2 separate regions of the Zea mays genome follow, and region 2 is linked to region 1. The links are chromatin contacts, called in public Hi-C maps. All regions are on one chromosome and are shown on one strand. Each heading gives the region's core, a stretch centred on a gene start, on an enhancer-like site or on the middle of the called end of the contact. The rest is flanking DNA. Distances are from core to core; before and after follow the strand shown.

The links. A called contact is a pair of places that touch in the nucleus more often than the background predicts.
Region 2: a Hi-C map of endosperm shows a contact between it and region 1, with 3 times the contacts expected there. The contact joins the promoter of LOC103639469 here to the enhancer-like site in region 1. A contact is called at or near these places in 2 of 25 Hi-C or Micro-C datasets (endosperm and leaf).

The regions. Positions count from the first base shown.
Region 1 is chr1:151,315,113-151,319,019 of Zm-B73-REFERENCE-NAM-5.0, forward strand. No RefSeq gene overlaps it. Among protein-coding and RNA genes, the nearest start is that of LOC118476060, 12 kb to the left of the region's middle. Within about 2 kb of position 1,824, at least 20 of the 20 cell types and tissues checked have an H3K27ac peak or open chromatin away from gene starts, as enhancers often do. A contact at or near this core is called in endosperm and leaf, where this site is marked.
Region 2 is chr1:151,400,516-151,404,276 of Zm-B73-REFERENCE-NAM-5.0, forward strand. LOC103639469 (pentatricopeptide repeat-containing protein, chloroplastic-like) reads left to right here and starts at 1,598. Exons shown (of 4, transcript XM_008662223.4): 1 at 1,598-3,761. The coding sequence starts at 2,101.

The DNA of each region.
Region 1 (3,907 bases), core at 574-3,073:
TTTTTGGCAGTTTGTACTCGCCGAAAATGACTTCCGTTATTATAGTGCAAGTCAGAACAGAACTTGTGGTTCCGTGACTTTTTATATGGATGTCGTTGGGCCCGCTTAACCCCCTCGGGTCGAGTTCTTTTTAGTTTCTTTTGGTGTAAGATCAATTTAACTCGTTTTCTTTTACATGAACCTTGTAAGAGCAGCTGCAACATACGCTTGTTTTTTTTTGTGGTGCTAGGAAAGAGAAACAAAATGTTGAGATAGCACGCCGCATGTTGTTCGGGTGGTAGTGGTACACTGTACTTGTTAGTGAACTCTAGCCTTTGTATTGTGGGAAGAAAGAGAAACATTGTTTTTTTGGAACGGAGTGAAGGATTGGTTTTGCATGCTGCACTATGCACCGGACCGTTTTATTCCAAACATCATCTAGATGAGGTCTTGGTTACAATTTTTTTGGATGACTATACGCTGCAGCTGCTCTTAAGAACTTGTGAGACTATAGGCGTATCCGGACGCCAATCCGTGCGTTGAGAACCGACGGCGGTGCTCTCTACGGAGGCGCAGACGGTCCACGGCCAAGGGCTGGATGGTCCGCGACCTGGCGCAGGGACTGGCCTTCCTGCCTAACGAGCCGGACGGTACGCGCCTGATGGTCAGACGGTCTGCGCGTGCGCAGGGGCGGCAGAGTTCACTGGCAGCGCCTGGATCTCGCTCCCGCGAGGGACCCCGTCGGGGAGGAGAGGTCCTAGGCTTTGTTTTAGGATCGACAGGCCACCCAAGACGCCTCTAGTCGACGTAGAGCCGAAGAGAGGTGAAGATTTGAGGTAGAGAATGGCTGAACTAGAGCTAAACTAATGGCTAAGGTAAAACAAGATATAAATTGGCTATTGATTCGATTGTTGATGTTCGATCTGTCGTAGTCTTCCATATATATATAAAGGGGAGGTCTGGACCCGTTACAATCCGCATCCTGAGCTAAATCCGTGGTTTTAGCTAACAAATCTCGCAAGAAACTTGGAACCCTAGCTGATTCTGCGCGCACGCGGACCGTCCGCGCCCCTAGTGTGGACTCTCCGGACCGCAGACCGTCCGCGCGGCCATTTTGCTGCCCAACATATGTCCCCTGCCTTTTGGCGGAGCTGAGCGAACCAAAAGCAACTAACTCGATGTGACCACATCGGCTTTCTTAGGCATCTTGCCACATACTATGATGATATTGCTTGAGGAAATGTAACACTCAAAAATCTTAACTTGAGATTTAAGGGAATCTTCTAGAGAGAAATAATAATAATAAATATAATCATCAAAATAGGTGCTCTTGAAAAAGACTGAACTTTAGAATTCACCCTCTATGAAGTAAACGCTCGTAATAAAATAAGATTAGCTAATCATATCCTAATAAAGATTAGACAATAGAAAAGTGTTTTCTATCAGAAAAAAGGAATATGAACTTTAGAATATACCTTTGACTTGACTAGACACCCGAAATAATATACTATTGAAATAAATGTGATGTGTATTTCATGTTAAAAGCATTATCTAAAATAAAATAATAATAATAAATAAAGTAACTAAATATATTAATATAATTGTTGCACATTATATTGGAGTTCTATTGGTGCACTAAACTTAAACTTAAATTTAGAACAGATTTGAATTCAAAATTGAATTGAAAAGAGAATAGAAAGAAAACAAAAAAATGAGAAAGAAGGCTACCTATGGGTCGATTCTGCTCAGCCGGCCCACCTCACCTTGCTAGCACAGTATCCGCGCCGCACGCATATGTGCCACTACCGGCTGGGGCCCGCTCGCCAGCGACCTTCCCTTCTGTGGCGCTCCTGAGCCTGCGGTGCCTCTCTCAATGACTAGCGGGGCCCACGTTGTCATCCCGCTGCGCGCTCACCTAACACCCGAGGTCCGATCGTGGATCTCCGTGGATCTCTAGCGGTTAGTTGGCGTGGTCCTGGCTATAAGACTATGCCTGGGCACGCATCTGAAGCCAGCTGAACTCCACGCTTGGGTCGTGCGGCCTAATCCCTTGAACCTCGCTGCCGCCTGCTAGGGGAAAGGCCTGCCATTGGCTCTGCTCTCGCCATGACGGTTGTGGAGCCGAATTGAAGCCCTTGGACAATCGGTGGCGATTACCAAAACCGGCCACAACCTTCCGCTACGGGGAAATCCACCGTGAGGCCACTAATTTCTCACCGTCGTTTCCCCTACGCCGTGATTTTGCCTGGTACTTGGCTGGCCGCAACCAAGCATTGACTCACGGTAAGACGCCTTCCTCTCGAATCACCTCGTCTTCCTCTGCGTGTAGCACGGGTTTGTGTAGGATTTGGGGCCCTGTCTCCGTCGGGCGGGGTGCGCCGGCGAGTTGCTCCGCTGCGGCGTGCTGTTCGCCCCCGCTCAGCCGCGTCGAGGTGGGGAAGATGTGCTAGGACCGCTGATTTGGTCGCCAACGGCCACGATCAGAGCCAGTGTGCGGTTCGGCCAGATCTTATGTGGGTCGTCCGTTTGCTGATATATTTGTAATAAAGTTTACTACACTATGACAAACATCCCGTTGTCATATCACATACTCTTTTAGTTAGTTATTTAATTACCCTATCCATATAGTAGATTAATATTTTATCAAAGTAGTCCGACTATGACTATTAATTGACTATCAAATGAACTCTAATTAGGTTATAACCTATATTAAAATTAGAGTTTGTTATATCTTTTCTCACATGATTTATTTTAATCAACATAAATATAGTTTCATTGATTAAATCACCTAAATTTTAAGTCATATCATTGTAACCGTAGCTCCAAATTTAGTGATTCTCGAACCCACGATCTCGTAGCATCGCGTAGATCATTATTACTTAGTTTGTACTTATGTTTGATGTGATATTAATTTTTCCTATACCATTGTCGGGGACCATAATTAGGGGTACCCTCAAGACTCCTAATTCTCAGCTGTTAACCCCATCAGCATAAAGCTGCTAAGGCCTGATGGGTGCGATTAAGTCAGGGATCGGTCCATTCGAGCGACTCGATCACGCCTCGCCCGAGCCTAGCCTCGGACAAGGGCAGCCGACCCCGGAGGATTTTCGTCTCGCCCGAGGCCCTGCCTTCGCTAAGAAGCAACCCTGACTAAATCGCCGCACCGACCGACCAAATCGCAGGAGCATTTAACGCAAAGGTGGCCTGACACCTTTATCCTGACGCGCGCCCCCCGGCAGAGCCGAAGTGACCGCCGTCACTTCGCCGCTCCACTGACCGGCCTGACAGAAGGACAGCGCCGCCTGCTCCACTCCGACTGCAGTGCCACTTGACAGAGTGAGACTGACAAGCAGTCAGGCCCCGCCAAAGGCACCATAGGAAACTCCGCTCCGCCCGACCCAGGGCTCGGACTCGGGCTAAGTCCCGGAAGACGGCGAACTCCGCTCCGCCCGACCCAGGGCTCGGACTCGGGCTAAGTCCCGGAAGACGGCGAACTCCGCTCCGCCCGACCCCAGGGCTCGGACTCGGGCTAAGACCCGGAAGACGGCGAACTTCGCTCCGCCCGACCCAGGGCTCGGACTCGGGCTAAGTCCCGGAAGACGGCGAACTCCGCTCCGCCCGACCCCAGGGCTCGGACTCGGGCTAAGACCCGGAAGACGGCGAACTCCGCTCCGCCCGACCCAGGGCTCGGACTCGGGCTCAGCCCTAGAAGACGACGAACTCCGCTTCGACCGACCCTAGGGCTCGGACTCCGCCCTGGCCTCAGCCGACGACCTTCGCCTCGCCGGACCCAGGGGCTCGGACTCGGCCTCGGCCACGGAAAATAGACTCGACCTCGGCTTCGGAGGAGCCTCCACATCGCCCAACCTAGGGCGCAGGCCAGCCACGTCAACAGGAGGCGCCATCATCACCCTACCCCGAGCTGACT
Region 2 (3,761 bases), core at 348-2,847, 85 kb after region 1:
TAAACACTAGCAAACACATTAGTCCACAGATTATGTTGATAATCAAACACCAAAACCTTGAGCCAAATGGCCCGGGTCCATTTTTCATACATTGATGATGATGCATCGTGTCGTTACCGTCCTGGCCCAATAGCGCTAGATTGGGACTTCCACCTTGTAGGGTTGACAGAGACTTGGTCGACCTCTCCGCTAGGGATGGCAATTTGACCCGTGGATTTGGATATCCACCGGATATCCGACCCGACGGAGCCTGATATGGATACATGTTTTGACCCGTGGGTCAGACCCGAATCCGACCCGAAGTCGGGTGGGCAGGGATTAGGATATTACATTCTATCCACGGGTTATCCGGTGGATATCCGAAATCAACCCATAGTGTATTTTTTGGCCTAGCCCATGTTACATAGTAAAGAACAAACTCTAACACAATGAACCCCACGCCTAACGCTCCCAATTTCCCACTGTTGGCCACCCCTTATAGCCTTGTTGGCTTCCTGCGTTGTGCCCCGTGGCCCTTTTCCAAGTCTCATAGACCGCCGCTGACGGTTGGCTGTTACAAGCTCTAGTGCCCCTAACCGAGGCCCGCAGGCCCATAATAATTCTTTTATTAAGTTCTAATTGTGTATGATGGTGAACTGGGAAGAAATTTGACTAATTATGCTATTGAATTGTTGAATAAATGATTGTGTCTATTATATCCGATGGATATCCGAAACCAGTCCAAAATCCAATGGACACGTGCATGGATATAAATTTCTACCCGCGGGTATGTCGCGGGCGAATATTGGTTGCAATCGCGGATGTGGTTGCGAATGGATATTTGCAATATCCGATCCGAATCCGATCCGTTGCCATCACTACTCTCCGCGAGTGGGAGTGGCTACAGCGATTCACCATCTAAGATTGTGTTCAGCGGTTCCCCCTAAATCCCACTCACGTGTCACGTCAGCGTTCTCTTCCCCCTATATCTCCACGCTCTACAGCGGTTCCCCCTATATCTTCCCTATACCTCACTATAATCATAAAATATTATTTTTCATGTCTATTCATTATCTATTCTTATTTTTTACCAACTAAGAAACACTCAAGTGCACACAAAACAACGACGAATAGTGCAAGAGGAAGCCGGCGGCTGCCCCAGATCTGTGGAGAAAGAAGGTTGCCCCCTTGCACTGTACCAGGTAGGGGGCCGTTTAGCGCCCAGATCTGTGGAGAAAGAAGGTTGCCCCCTTGCACTGTACCAGGTAGGGGGCCGTTTAGCGCGTGCCGTTATAGCTCACGCATCACCCTAAATTGCTACAGGGGTAGGAGAGGGGAGGTCGGCGGGCGTTGAAAGCAGTTTAAGCAGCCACCTGGCCACATAACCCAAGCATCCGCCACGAAACACGCCAGCTCAGCTGTGTCACGCTCATGTTTCGCCAACGTCGCCGAAGCAAAGCGCCTCCTCGTCCTCCAGACCTCCACGACTGCATGCAGGTGGGGCCACTGGGTCCAGCATGTCAGTAACTCAACCCACGAAAAAAATCTGTACGAAACGCGGTAGCTAGAGGAGGAAATGCTTCGAGGTGAATGAGGGGCCCACGCATAAAAGTCCAATTCTTTGTTCACTTTTTTTCTTGGCGTCTTATCTCTTCCCTTCTCTGCCTCGCTTCGCTTCCTACCCACGCCACGCGTGTGTTCTTGGCAGCCACCCAATCCCCGCCTCGCGAAATCAGACGCCAAATCCCCTTATCTTATCATCAAATCGATCGCCAACGGGCATGATCTGATGGCTCCCTCATCATAGCCTCTGCTGCTGCACCGCAGCAAAATGGCCCTGGTTTAGTTTAGTCCTCAAGATCCCGCCTTTCTGGTGCTCTGTTTGGCTAGTGTCGTGCCGCCGCGCGAGGACCCGGAGATTCGATTCCGGTCCGGTGTATCTCTAGGCTGCTTGGTTTGGGTTAGGATTTAGTGGGCAGGGTTGTGCAGCTGGTGTCTCGTGGAGGAAGAATTTCGTGGGAGGATTTTGACCGGGTTTGGGCAAAGAGCGCGCCGTTCGGGAGGAGGTGATTCTCGCGTGGTTGCGTGCTTTGCTGGGAGTCTGCTGCGGCCACCGCCGGTATGGCGACGCACTTCACGCCGTCGCAGGCGCACGCGGCGTCGCACCACGCGGCGCACCACCACTCGGCGGCCGCCGCGGCGGCGGTCACGGCCACGGCCACCGCGCGACTGCACCCGTCCGCGCCGCCGGCCTCGGCGTCGGCCGCGGCCGCGGCGCTGTGCCCGCCACACCTCCTCGCGGCGGCTTCCCCGGCCGCCTCCTCCTCCGCGGCGTGCCAGCCCGCCCACAGGCCTATCTTCGTTGGCCACGGCGCGCCGTGGGCGCAGCAGCCCCAGCGCACCGCGGCGGCGGCCGCCGCGCTCGGTCCGGAGTTTCGGCGCGCGCGCACCACCAAGACCATCTCCAAGCGCACCCGTGGCGGCGGCGGCGGAGGGGGCGCACAGGACCGCGGGCGCGTGTCCTCAGCCGCCGCGGGTCGCTGTGTCGAGAAGCTGCTCCGCGTCGCGCCTGAAGATAGGCGAGGGCTTGGTTCGGCCCTCTCGTCGTTTCGGGGCGAGCTACTTGGTCCTGAGGACTACTGCCAGATCCTCCGGGGGCTCGGCGACAGGGATAAATCTGCACTTCGTGCATTCGAGGTGTTCTATGCCGCACTACCCTTAGTTGGGGGTGGTGCTGTTGACAAGGGAAAACTTCTGACTGCCGCCATTGGTGCACTTGGCAAGATGGGCCGGCCAGACCTCGCGAGGAGGGCTTTTGATACTGGCATTGCAGGGAGCTATGGCAATACGGTGTTTGCGCACTCTGCGCTTATCTCAGCTTATGCCAGGAGTGGGCTTGCAACTGAGGCCATGGGGGTGCTTGAGTCGATGAAAGGTGCAGGATTGCGGCCTACCACGGTATCATACAATGCAGTGATTGATGCATGTGGAAAAGGGGGTGTTGACCTTAGGTTCACACTTGGATATTTCCGTCAGATGCTGCAGGATGGGCTCTGTCCGGACCGTAAAACATTTAACTCACTTCTTGCTGCATGTAGCCGGGCTGGGCATTTGGAAGATGCTCGCACTGTCTTTGATGAAATGATCCATCTTGGTAGTGGGCGTGACATTTACACTTACAACACATTCGTCGATGCTATTTGCAAGTGTGGCAACATGGGGCTGGCTCTGCAAGTTGTATTGGATATGGAAGCAAACAATGCCAAGCCAAATGTCGTTACATATAGTACGCTTATGGATGGATTCTCCAAACTGGAGAAATATGATGAGGCACTCAAGTTGCGTGAAAAGATGAAGTCTTTGAGAATACAACTGGACCGAGTTTGCTACAACACCTTACTGGCCATATATGTGAAGACAGGGAAATATGATGAAATTGCTACTGTATGTGAAGAAATGGAGAAATTGGGCATTGAGAAGGACACTGTTACTTACAATTCCTTGATTAATGGATATGGAAAGCAAGGACGCTTGGACATGGTCGCTTTCCTTGTTCAAGATATGCGGGCGCAAGGCGTAGCTCCTAGTGTGCTGACATACTCAACTTTGATAGATATCTATTCGAAGGCAGGAATGCATGGAGATGCATTTAATGTCTATTTGGATTTTAAGGAGTCTGGTCTAAAGGCAGATGTTGTTCTGTTCAGCTCTTTTATTGATACTTTGGCCAAGAATGGCTTGGTTGAGTGTGCTTTGTCTTTGCTTGATGAGATGATGAAGAT